Regions from separate parts of the Callithrix jacchus genome. Here region 2 is linked to region 1. The links are chromatin contacts, called in public Hi-C maps. All regions are on one chromosome and are shown on one strand. The core of a region is the stretch at or near the end of the contact, and the rest is flanking DNA. Distances in the headings are between cores, read along the strand shown. Region 1 has its middle 190 kb from the start of SORL1. Region 2 overlaps BLID (BH3-like motif containing, cell death inducer).

Region 1 (6,034 bases), core at 661-3,160:
AGAAAGTGATGTTGATTGTATTGATTTGCATTGTTCCCCTGAAGTAGTAATCTTTCAACACCAGAGCAGAGCAGCTGCAGGTGACCGGCCGGCTTGTAGATGGCTTTGAGGATTCGTTTGCGCCCTAATAATTTAAGAATGTGAGTCCTATGGAAACGAATGTGGCCACTGGGGATATAGCTGGTGGCAAGATCTGTGAGAATCAGGCTAGTTCTTATTTTTTGTCCAGCTGTAAAATAGGAAGGAGGTTTTTTTGGACTCATCCTGTAGACAGTGTTAAGTTCCCAGACCCACTCAAACAGCAGCTCTTTCTATACTTATTTAGTGGTGAAATGGAAAAAGGGACAGATTGGGCTCCAAGGGAGGGCATCCCTTTCCTTTTTGAACTTGGGAGTTTATAGGTAAGTGGGCAAAAATGAGCCTACAGAAGAGACTAACTTCCATGGGGATCAGCAGCATTTGCTCTTCTGGGAACTTCAGATGTGGGCAGCAGAGAGCTGAGGGTGTGTCCCACAGCTGCGTGTAAAGGGAGGCAGTGTGCTTAATGAGGTCTGCAAGCCTTGATCTTTTCATTTGACCCAAATTTTTCTCCCTTGGATTAACCTCTCTGTGTGCTGTTGGGAAGCACTGTTCATCTGGTTGCATCTCAGAATTTTGTACCTGGCCCAGAGGAGATGCCTGGGAGTGGAGTCTAGGTCCCCACCCAATTCTGATTGTGAGTAATGGATGCCGTTTGGATGGGAACGGTAGAGGATTTATCCTTAACGCCAGAGGGCTGGAGGTCAGAGCTGAAGCAGGTTGATTAAAATCGGTTACTCAGGGGATTTGACTACACAGCCCATAACTGGAGAAATCCAGCTTCTCAGAATTGCCCCAATACCGAGGAAAGGTAGATTGGAAGTCTGCAATCCTCACTTTTCCTCTGAACTCAGAGATGTCATTGTCTCAAACACGCACTTGACACTAAGCATACATTTCCTCTGACATATTTGTATTGTTTTTTAAACCGTATGACAAATAGTTGTGCTGAGTGAGTTCCGGGCACCTAGCAGGCAGGCAGTAAATATTTGCTGTGCATCGAAAGAATGCAGTTGGCTAGGCTGTCAGTATGGCTCGGATTCAGAACCATCCCAGCGCTGGGGTCTGAGGCTGAGAGGACTGCGTGTTGAAGGGCTGGTCAAACCCTGCCTGACCAGAATGGTCTCGGTGAATACTGGAACATTCTCAGACATGCTGAGCAAAAGCTACCATCGCAGGCAAGAGGGACGGTGGGGGGAAGTGCAGCTGGGAGTTTTCCTAGAGACGTGGTTCCTTTGTTCTGGTAGACTTCAGCCAGAAAGAACAGCAAAATTTTACTGTCTGCAAACCACCAAGGAGCTACTCCCCTCCCCCTTTACCTCCTGCCTTCCCAACCTGGGAATTCATTTGCTGCTTCTCTCTCCTCCTCCTCTGCCCTCGGACTGTCCCCAGGGACAAAGCTCTTTGTTGTGAACACTCCGAGACAATACGGAATTGCACAGTCCCCAGGGCACAATCGGGGCTGTTCTCCATGGAGAGTGATCGCGCGGGCTGAGACCCCCACCTGTTGATCTCCCCCTTCCCGGGGCGAGCGGCAACCTGCATTGTGCTGGGGACGCACGCGTTTCCACAGCAGGCTCAGCAGATGGTGCTGGTGAGCAAAGCCATTCCCGTCCCTCCCGCGCCCCTCCCCACCGCCAGAGCCTCGCTGGTCTAAAGCAAAAACAGATGTTTTCATCATTTCTGGATCTGGCATGTGACTCGCAGTTCAGCAATGCGCCGACATAACCCGGAGTTGTACGTCCCCTTCATCCCCCGCAAAATAAAAATCTTAAACTTAAACGAGCCTTCCTCCTAGGCGAGCCACTGACACATGATCTGTGTAATCCACGGGGCACATGTTTAATCGCGCTCCAACTGCAACTGCCTTTGCAGCCAGCCCCGGCTCTATAATTGGGAAGTTGTCTTGCTTTCCAGCGAAGACACGGGACAGCCAGACCAGCTATCTTTACACCACGGACTGGGAAGAGGCGCTAGCCTTTTAAAATAGCCCTGGTCTGGCTGGCTGGCGAACCTGTCTGCGTGGGAGCCGGTGAGCGGGGCCAGAACAAAACAGGAAGGCCGGGGCGGCGCGCCCTGTTCCCGGCGCCCTCGGCAGGTGGCAGCATTGGCCCGAGCTGGCCTCCGCCGCTGGCCAGCCCCAAAGCAGGGCCCTTTTACTTTCGGTGGCCTCAAAATTATTAGTTCCAGATGAGTTCTTGCAATTGTAATATTTGGTTTAACCCAATCTGCCCGATTGCGTCAGCGCACGTTCAAATACAGCCGTCTGAAGTCTAACCAGACATCAGAGGCATGTTTCAGGGGGTGTCAACGTTCCTTACCCTTTGAAAGAATTAAAGCAAAACAAAACAAAACAAAAAAGGAGGCTGATTTATCCCAAAACGAAAGAAGGGTGAACAGGCGTGGGGCTAGTGTGCCCGAGAGGGAGCGAGCCGTGGACATTTAGGGAAGGCGTAACAATGGAACTTTGTCCAGGAGGCCCGCTAGAGTGGAACTGGATTTATTTGTTGAACTAGGAAGGGACCTCTGGGTTCTTTGAAGGTTAGAGCAAATAAGCAAAACTGGTGTGCATTTGGTATACTAAGAGCAGAGTCCTTCAAGTCACGTAGGCCGCTATTGTCAGACACAAAACACAGTGCTTCTTGGGCTGGACCTCTGCTTGCCACTTGGCCTGGTGTCCCAGGAAGGGGGCAGAAGAGGAGGGGGCTACCCGTCTTAGCACACAGTTTTTAGGGGCCAAGGATGTAGACTGGGTTTCCTAAGGACAGCAGTCCAGGCCCCAGAGGACCCATTAGAAGACAGGAGCCCTGCAGGCCTTCTGGCGAGTGGACTGGCTGGAATCAAGTGTCTTGTAAACGGCCCTGCTGCGGTTTTACTGCCACACCCTGGAGCCGGACACGAGGGAGACTAGGGACCCATCCTGGTGGTTTCAGGGTTTTACAGATTCGTGAGCTGAAGCTAAATGACTCCCTCTGACCCCCAGGGCAGAGCAGCAAAATGTTCTAAGGGAGCCCAGAAATCCTGCTCCAACCACCAGCCAGAAAAGGGTGTCTGTCTTCTCCCTTAGCGGAGACAGAATAACCTGGCCTTGAAAAGACAGCCTCTGTCAAGCGGTCCTCCATTCCCCTTCCCCCTGCCTGCACCTCACTTTTAAATCTGTGCTCAAATTCTTCAAGCACCTCTCTCAAGTTTGCAAGAAAGATTCCTGCTAGTCGACTGCAGGGAGCCTGGCCGTTTCCCTGCAGGTCTCTGGCTCAACATGGTACTGATCAAAAGCCAGCATCAGTCTGGCAGATGCTTCAAGTCCCGCATGTCGGGAGCTAGCGGCTGGCGCTGGCATCAGCCAGGCAGGCAGACAACGCGGCCATCTTGTTAGATGTGGTTGGGGCCTCGCTCGTCCCTTCCCTGCTGCAGGGGCCGCCCCACTGTGTGGGGGAGGCATAGGAAAAATGGTGGGACCGCCACATATCTGGCCCAGTGCCTCCATAGTGTGTAGGGACCCAGACTTCCTGCTCTCCTCCTTTCAGTCAGAAAACTACATGTGTCCCTGCAGTTGGTTGGGAAAGTGCTGATTGTCTTGATGGGAGCCTCACCCTGATCCTAAAGGGGGCTTGGCCCTGGGGGGAAATAGGCAAGTTAGGCAGACAGGTGAGTACAGTGGTTCAAGGCCTGTGTGTCTGAAATGGCTGAGGAATTCCTTTTCATTGCTTCACTTACTTTGCTCCCTTCTGACAATCAGCTTTTGGACGTGCTCTAATCCAGAAATTCTCAGTCCTGCCTACTTAAGAATTGCCTGGACCCTGCCACCAGAGCTGCTGAAATCACAATGAAAAGGGGTTGGAGATGGGGTCACCTCCTTCCCAGGTGGTTATATACAGCTAGAAGGAAACAAACAAACAAAACACTGCATTTCTTTTTTTTTTTTAATTGTACTTTAGGTTCTGGGGTACATGTGCGTCATGCGGGATTGTTGCATAGGTACATACATGGCAATGTGGTTTGCTGCCTTCCACCCCCCATCACCTATATCTGGTATTTCTCCCCATGTTATCTCTCCCCACCCTCCCCACCCCCTTGCTGTTCCTCCCCTGGTCCTCCCCAACTGACTGCAGTGTGTGATGCTCCCCTCCCTGTGTCCACATGTTCTCATCTTTCAACACCCACCTATGAGTGAGAACATGTGGTGTTTATTTCTGTTCTTGTGTCAGTTTGCTGATAATGATGGTTTCTAGATTCATCCATGTCCCTATGAAGGACACAAACTCATCGTTTTTTATGGCTGCATAATATTCTATGGTGTATATGTGCCACATTTTCTTTATCCAGTCTATTGTTGATGGACATTTGGGTTGGTTCCAGGTCCTTGCTATTGTCAACTGTGCTGCATGTGTCCTTATAGTAGAATGATTTATAATCCTTTGGGTATATACCCAGTAATGGGATTGCTGGGTCAAATGGTGTTTCTATTTCTAGGTCCTTGAGGAGTGGCCACACTGTCTTCTACAATGGTTGCACTAATTTGCACTCCCAACAGTGTAAAAGAAAATATTGCATTTCTAACCAAAACTCTCTTGCTTTACAGATGAGGTTCCTAAGAGTTAAGTGGCTCAGCCAAGGTCAAACAAATTAAGTCCAAGTCTGGAATTTCTGTGTAAGACCCCCTTGCTCTTCAGCAGTGATTGAGGCTTTTCCTCAATCTTTGAACCCATGAATGACTGAGCCAGTCACTTCTTTTCCCTGTTTAATGAAACCCTCCATCAGCCACAACCTGTGCTGCTGCCGTTGCCTGTAAGAAATTCCTCTTATAGTCGGCTCTCTGTATCCATGGGGTTATTCATCCATGCATTCAACTGGTCTCGGATACAAAATATTTTTAAAATATATACACATATGGATGGCTGTGTCTCTACTGAACATGTAGACTTTGTTTCTTATCATTATTCTCTAAATAGTATATCAACTATTCACATAGCATTTATATTGTATTAGGTATTGTAAGTAATCTAGAGATGATTTAAAGTATATAGAAGGATGTATGTAGGGTTTTTTTTGTTTTTGAGATGAAGTTTCACTTTTTTTGGCCAGGCTGGAATGCAATGGCATGATCTTGGCTCACTGCAACCTCTGCCTCCCGGGTTCAAGAGATTCTCCTGCTCAGTCTCCTGAATAGCTGGGATTGCAGGCATGTACCACCACACTTGGCTAATTTTGTCTTTTTAGTAGATATGGGGTTTCTCCATGCTGGTCAGGCTGGTCTCGAGCTCCCGACCTCAGGTGATCTGCCCACCTCAGCCTCCCAAGTCTTGTATAGGTTTTACGCAAATCCTACACCTTTTCATCTAGAGGGACTCGAGCATCCAAGAATTTTGGTATCTGTGAGGGTCCTGGAACTAATTCCTTGCAGATACCGAGGGAGAACAGTATTTACTGGGGAATTTTCAATTTTTATAGCTTTAAATAAATGCTTATATTGAGACCTTTAGAAATGAAAATCCTCCCCAAGCCTGATTTCTCTCATTTATCACTTATGTTCCCAAAAGGGATTCACACCTGCAAGTGGCCATCATGGTGATAACTGCTCTGCAACGACTTTTTTTTAGAGGTGAGGTTCCTGGGCCCTAGAAAAGTTTAGTGCCATGTTTGGGCCAAGGTAGATGGCAGAGGCAAAATGAACGTGGAGGCATCCACTTCCCAGCCCTTGGTGATATCACTGCTTTTATCACCTCTCTTCCCCTGGGGCTGCTCAAGGTGCTTGCTGGAGGTAACAAATATCCTCAGAAATAAGTCTGTCGTCTGTGTGCAAGGAAGCAGTCCCTGGCATAACCCTATGTTTCTGAGAATTGGTTTGACTTGAATACTTTGAGATTGCTGATACTCAAAGGTTGAGGAAGTTACCATTGGCTCATTGGGAACAAGAGAGACAAAGAGCCCAGACATTCTGTGGTCACCAGGTAAA
Region 2 (5,656 bases), core at 1,726-4,225, 410 kb after region 1:
TTTTAGTTTGAAAGAATAAGTTTGACTAAATCTGTGAGGAGATTAAACAGGCTGCTGATAAAAATTAATTCTGCTGAATGAGCAAATGCATTTGGATTGCAGAGATGCAAATAAGATAATACTTTTCTTTTCCTTTGACATACCAGGAGGATTAGTGTAGAATGTTAAATTTGATTTTATTAGAATATATTAGCAGTGTTTTAATTAATACCAATCAAACATTTTCTTTCCCTGGGGCTTGATGTGTTCCTAACACTTTCCAAATCATCTGCCCTTTTTCATCAAAAAGCCCCTCTACCAAATTACCAAAGCCTTTGTTACACTCTTTACAATTTTACTGTATTCAACGGAAAATTATGAGCTCTTTACCTAAAGGTGTTTTGCCTATAATATTAATTCCCAGGTGCTAGATTTAAAATGAATACTGTTCATTAGTACACAATTTTTTTTTTAAGGTAGAATTAAAGACTTGAAAATAAGTATCTTCTGTATTTTTCTTTTGGGGAAAAATGTTGCAAAAGGGCTTTTGGCTGGTTCATATTATTTGACTTTATTCTCACTAGAGCTTCCTAGAGCTGTTACATTTCCAACTGCCTTAATTTTTAGCTGGCATTTCTTTGGAAACAGAGGTAAAAAAGGAATTTTTAAAAAGGAGGTGGGGAGAGAGTCTAGTTAAAAATACGGTGAACCAGTGTGCCCTGTGAACTGAATTGTAACTGTGTGTTCCAAGGAGGTGCTGCATTGCATTTCACTCATTATCCTCTCCTTTTCTCTCAAGCTTCCTGTCCTTCTGTGTCCGAAAGCTCCAGTTCACTTCTTTCTCTTTTCTTCCTGCAACGAACCCCCACCCCAATTCCCCGCCTTATTTTTTTTTTTATCTGCCAAGCTGGATTTGCACTTTTAAAGATCAGTATCAATAATGCCCTGCTTGTTTCGGTTGCACTCTCCCTTTAAAAGACAGCCCCCTCTAATTGATGCGTCTGGGCTAGTCTAGACTGGTAGTGATTGAACCAACCACCAATTATGTTATTCATTTCACTGAACTTCACTGATGGGCTCGGTGAGGAAGAAGGGGTGTTGAGAAACCTGCCCTTGCACTGAAGCAGTTGCCTGCTGAAATATAAAATCTCGTGTCGTTATGCACTCTTAAATGCCTGGGTGATCAGTTGTATGATAGCAACCTCCGAACATGAGCAATCCACTTGAAAACATGTACAAACCTGAGAGTGCCTTGAAATACAAACTAAAACACTTGTATTAAATTACTACCCTGTTATCATTGAAAATCACAGAAGAATTACATCTGGCATGTTTTTATTGATCCATGTATACATTTTCATAGAATAAACTGCAAATATATTTTAACTTCAAAAAGCACCAAATGTTTTTCAAATATTTGATACGAATAATGTGTTAATATGGATCCGTAAGTTAAATAGATGCCTTACTGTAATTTCCAAATACCTATGCATACACATCAGCTAAGATGGGGGAAGTCATTAAACCACTGAATATAAACTAACAATGACTTAAAAATCAAATAACTATTTTCTTTGAAGCACATTCGGACTATCAAAGGCTGGAAAGTAATATTCAAATATTACTACACAAGAGGTTTCAACAAAAGACGTGGTGCAATTGTTGCACAGTTCATATGCTCAATTTAATTTTCTGATACAAAATGGTTTCTTGATTGCAATTTGGCATCAAGGACTTAAAATTGCAATAAACACTTAAAAAAAAAAACAGGCAAAGAACAGTTTCCCTAATCTTCAACTACACGTATAAAACAAGGCTACAACAAATATAGTCTTTAGAGGAAGAAAGCATTTGGATTGGGGTTGATTTAGGTATTTTTCAAACATAGAAGAGAAATGTTGGCTCAAGAATATGAAAATGGTTTAAATAAAAATTTATACCAGAATTTTTCACAACAAAGGAAAGGTAAGTTACTGTTTCTCTTCACCAACTATAAGACAGACCTAAATCACTGAAATTATTCAGTTATCAAAAGTTACAGCTCAAGAAAACTACAAACTAGGTAATGCTTGTCATTACCTTAAGAAAGGATATTTTTACATGTATGGTTTGGTTGTTATAAAACCTTTTCTGGATTGAATTTAAGTACTGATAAAATTTTCTTAGTTTTAAAATGAAAAACAGTATTTGTTACTCCCCAAGAATAGGATAATTGTGTTTGCTGTTGTTGTTGCTTTCATTTTACATATTTAGAAGATTGATTTCCCATCTGCATCACTTTTGCATCCATAAAGTATATTTTGTAAAAGATGCCGAGCAAGGAGGCAGTATCCCCTTTTATTTCTAAAATATCTTGCGAAGTCATACAAACCTAATTGTTATTAATGCCATAAATTCCATCCTTTGTGTGGAATAGCAAGAATAGAATTTTAACCTATTAATATTTTAGTCCAAACTGTTAGTTTGCCTTTATCTGCATCTATGTGTTCACTGTCTAGCCATCCATGATACACGTGTGTGGACACGGAATATATAATATATTCACATGCCCATTTTAATTGAGCACAATTTTAAGATTAACTGTGGAGTTTGAAAGTTGGAGGCATGGGGCATGCTGGGACTTCAGCTGAGATGTTCTGAGGTCAAGCACCAGGTACTGAGCTGTTCTTGTTACGCTCGTATACTACTGCGTGTTGCTCTCAAGGAATAGACCATGCAGATGAGTTCCACAAGCCTCAGGCATCAGTAACATACATACATATACATAGCAGCCAACCCGCTATTAAAGCAGAATATATACCTACTTTAACAGAAATCCAGGAGCTGCCACTCTCTGGTCACCTGATCCCATCTAACAATGAAAACCTCAGAGGTATACTCAATCACTTCAGACAAACTTTCTTTTCTTTTGTTTTTGCTTTAAAGAATAAAGTTCCACCAAATTTCCGGGATGCAAAAGCACGACTCGCAGCTCCCAAGAGCCTAACCCGTGGATTTAAACGGTAAACATCACAAGTTAGGGTCTCAGGGACTGAGAGGAGCGCAACAATTTTTTTCTTTCTTGAGACAAAACAAAGCAAAACGAGAATGACAGGCAATTTCTGTTCGAGGTTCATTACTAAAATGCAACAAACAGGTGGTATGGTATTTCCTGTGTAAGCTCCCTTCCTTCGCAAAATTGAGAGTCCATTTAAGCATAATACACACACGCATACGCAGTGTCTGGGATCGCATATACAATCACGCACACACAGATACAATCACGAGTATATCAGAGAAAAACTCTTTCAAGCTTTGGGCAACATAGTTGACTAAAATGGAAAATAATATGAATAGACCCAGAAATGCCCAAGTTTTTAAAACCACAGTCTACGATAAGGACTTAACGTCTCTTCAAAGCTTTAATTTACAACTAGCACAAATGACTGAAGAGGAAATAGGAGGCATCTCTTTCCCCTAGGGCAAGCATGCCGCATGCAAAAAATCATAGAAATCGGGTTTTCAGAAGGAGAAGACCGAGAAGTAGGCTTCAGAGGCTATGGAAGTGTGAATACGAATAGCGTTCTCAACTCACCCATTCGAAGCGGCGCGGGGCCCGCACAGCCTCCCGTGGCACCATCCCGAGCAAGGGGGGGAAATGTGAGCTCTCAGTGCGCTAGGCTGGGCGAGGTGTTTCAATAGAGGACGGAGAACGGGGGCGGGGAGGGGAGGCGGGGGCAGGAAGCGATACACCAAATCTCGAGACTGTAACTCTGTAGCTTATGCTTTGACGAGAGAAAAAAGGGCAGTTGGGTGGGAGTGGAGGGAGGGGCTGGAACTGATCAAATTTGGAAAATATTCACTTAAATTTTTTTTTTAAAGGGTCGGGGGGGAGTAAGAAATCACCCCAGAGCTGCTTTTTTGAAAAATTTCTTCCTTCTTTCTTTAGCGTGCACTTTGCCAGTCCTGCAAACGGAGGCTTCGTCTGCATCAGCTGCTTGGCTGAAGTCAAGGCCAAATCACCAAGAGCGAGCACCAGGCTGTCATTTGGTAGACGCGAAGTGGGAAGGGCTGGGTGCGGGCTGGGGAGAGACATTCCCCCCGCACCTCCCGCTGCGGATTCTTTGAAGCCTTTAGCCAATATTTCAGAGGAATCCGAAGCATAATTCCCCTCCATCTTCGCAGACAGCCCCTGGTTCTGTATCTGATAGATGGTCGCTTTCCTCATCAGACTGGAAGTGGGGCTTTTCCGTGCTGCCTCCAAAAATGAAAGGAAAGGGAGGGGAGGCAGATGGGAAGATGACCCTTTTTCAAATTTTTCTTCTCCTTTTCCATTCTGTTTTTCATTTTTTCCTTTTTTGTTTTTCTTCTTTTATTCCAGGCCTGAGCAAGGTAGATGGCTGGCTAGTCAAACAGAATGACAAAGCAGCCACAGCCAGGAAGACACTGGAGAGGCCTCAACGCACTTAGTAAAAATTCTAAATATTTTTTAGATATTTCCATATGCAACTAAAAACAGTTAGAGCTCCAGACTCTCCCCCTCCCCTCCTTTAAAAATAGAATCATGCTAGCAAGGCAGCTAAATTATGTCTCTTTTCCCTCTGTACAGGGTCTGTTTAGCACCCCCACCCCCACCCCCACCTTCAAGACAACTTTTTTCTCACCTCTGTAGGTTCTTCTCAGGCACAATCCTCCGTTGAGCTCAGGGGCTCTCCTTTTTCTCTCCCTTCCCTTTTCCTTTTCCTCTCAGAAAAGCTAGTCCGTCATAATCACACCTAGCTTCTCACTCGCTGCTGGCTCAACCTCTCTCCCTTTCTCTTTTACTATTAAAATATAATAATAATAATGGCCCTTTCGACATAGCAGCATGAAGTGGCTGCCTTTGAGAAGCACATTTAATCTTTACTGGCTCCCCTAGGCTTCAGTGAAGAAGGAGAAGGCAAGGGGAAAAAAAAGGGAGAGAGAGAAAAAAAGATTGTAAGGGAGGCTGCTGACGGACAGCAGGCATCAGGCACAAATCAGCGACAAGTTGAATTTTCCTAGACCACACTGCCCCCTTTCTTCTCGGCTTGCTCCCTGGGCTCCTGGAAAGCCCGAGTGTCTGGTTACAGGAGGCAACGGGTCTACTTTTGCCAACCATGGTGCAGATTCCTTGCATGCCTGCTCAAATCTCTGGCAGAATAAGAAATCAATATCCCCCTCTAATCACCTTTAGCTCTTAGATGGTTTCCCCCCTTTTCTGAGAATCCACTTGGCTCTCCTCGCCGCTCCCCCGCCCTGCCAGGCTCCTACATACAAAGCTTGCAGCCCTGTCATTTCTCACTTCCTTCCATATCTTGGAGACAAGCCTCTCTTCTAATATCCTCTTGCGCTTGCTCCCTCTCTCTGTTGTAGTGTGTCTCATCCCTGACTCGCAGTGCTGGATGCACTAAGGCATCTCCCTTACTACTAATGAGACCAAAAATACATCAGCAGGTCAGGGGGAAGGCCAGACACTGTATCATACAAATACAAAAAATTTCTCAGCCTGCTAGACCCAGAGATCAGGTATCACATTTTCGAAAGAGGAAAAACAGGGAGGGAAAGAGGTGAAGAAGAGAGACCACAGTGCAGTTCTCTGCCTAATTGTTTCACATCCTAGGGGAATTTAAAGCACACGTGCGTGGATGAGTGCAGGTGATGGATTTTGTGAATCTTG

The links. Hi-C and Micro-C count contacts between places; a contact is called where the count stands out from the background.
Region 2: a Hi-C map of skeletal muscle shows a contact between it and region 1, with 7 times the contacts expected there. The contact joins two enhancer-like sites. A contact is called at or near these places in 3 of 3 Hi-C or Micro-C datasets (induced pluripotent stem cells and skeletal muscle).

Annotation. Positions count from the first base shown.
Region 1 is chr10:21,310,916-21,316,949 of calJac240_pri, forward strand. No RefSeq gene overlaps it. Among named protein-coding and RNA genes, the nearest start is that of SORL1, 190 kb to the left of the region's middle. Within about 2 kb of position 1,911, at least 13 of the 16 cell types and tissues checked have an H3K27ac peak or open chromatin away from gene starts, as enhancers often do. A contact at or near this core is called in skeletal muscle, where this site is marked.
Region 2 is chr10:21,718,221-21,723,876 of calJac240_pri, forward strand. It overlaps BLID (BH3-like motif containing, cell death inducer), which reads right to left. Exons shown (of 4, transcript XM_054241646.2): 3 at 4,623-5,656; 4 at 1-4,212. All of the region lies in intron 5 of LOC108593745 (a long non-coding RNA gene), which reads right to left. Among named protein-coding and RNA genes, the nearest start is that of BLID, 20 kb to the right of the region's middle. Within about 2 kb of position 2,976, at least 10 of the 16 cell types and tissues checked have an H3K27ac peak or open chromatin away from gene starts, as enhancers often do. A contact at or near this core is called in skeletal muscle, where this site is marked.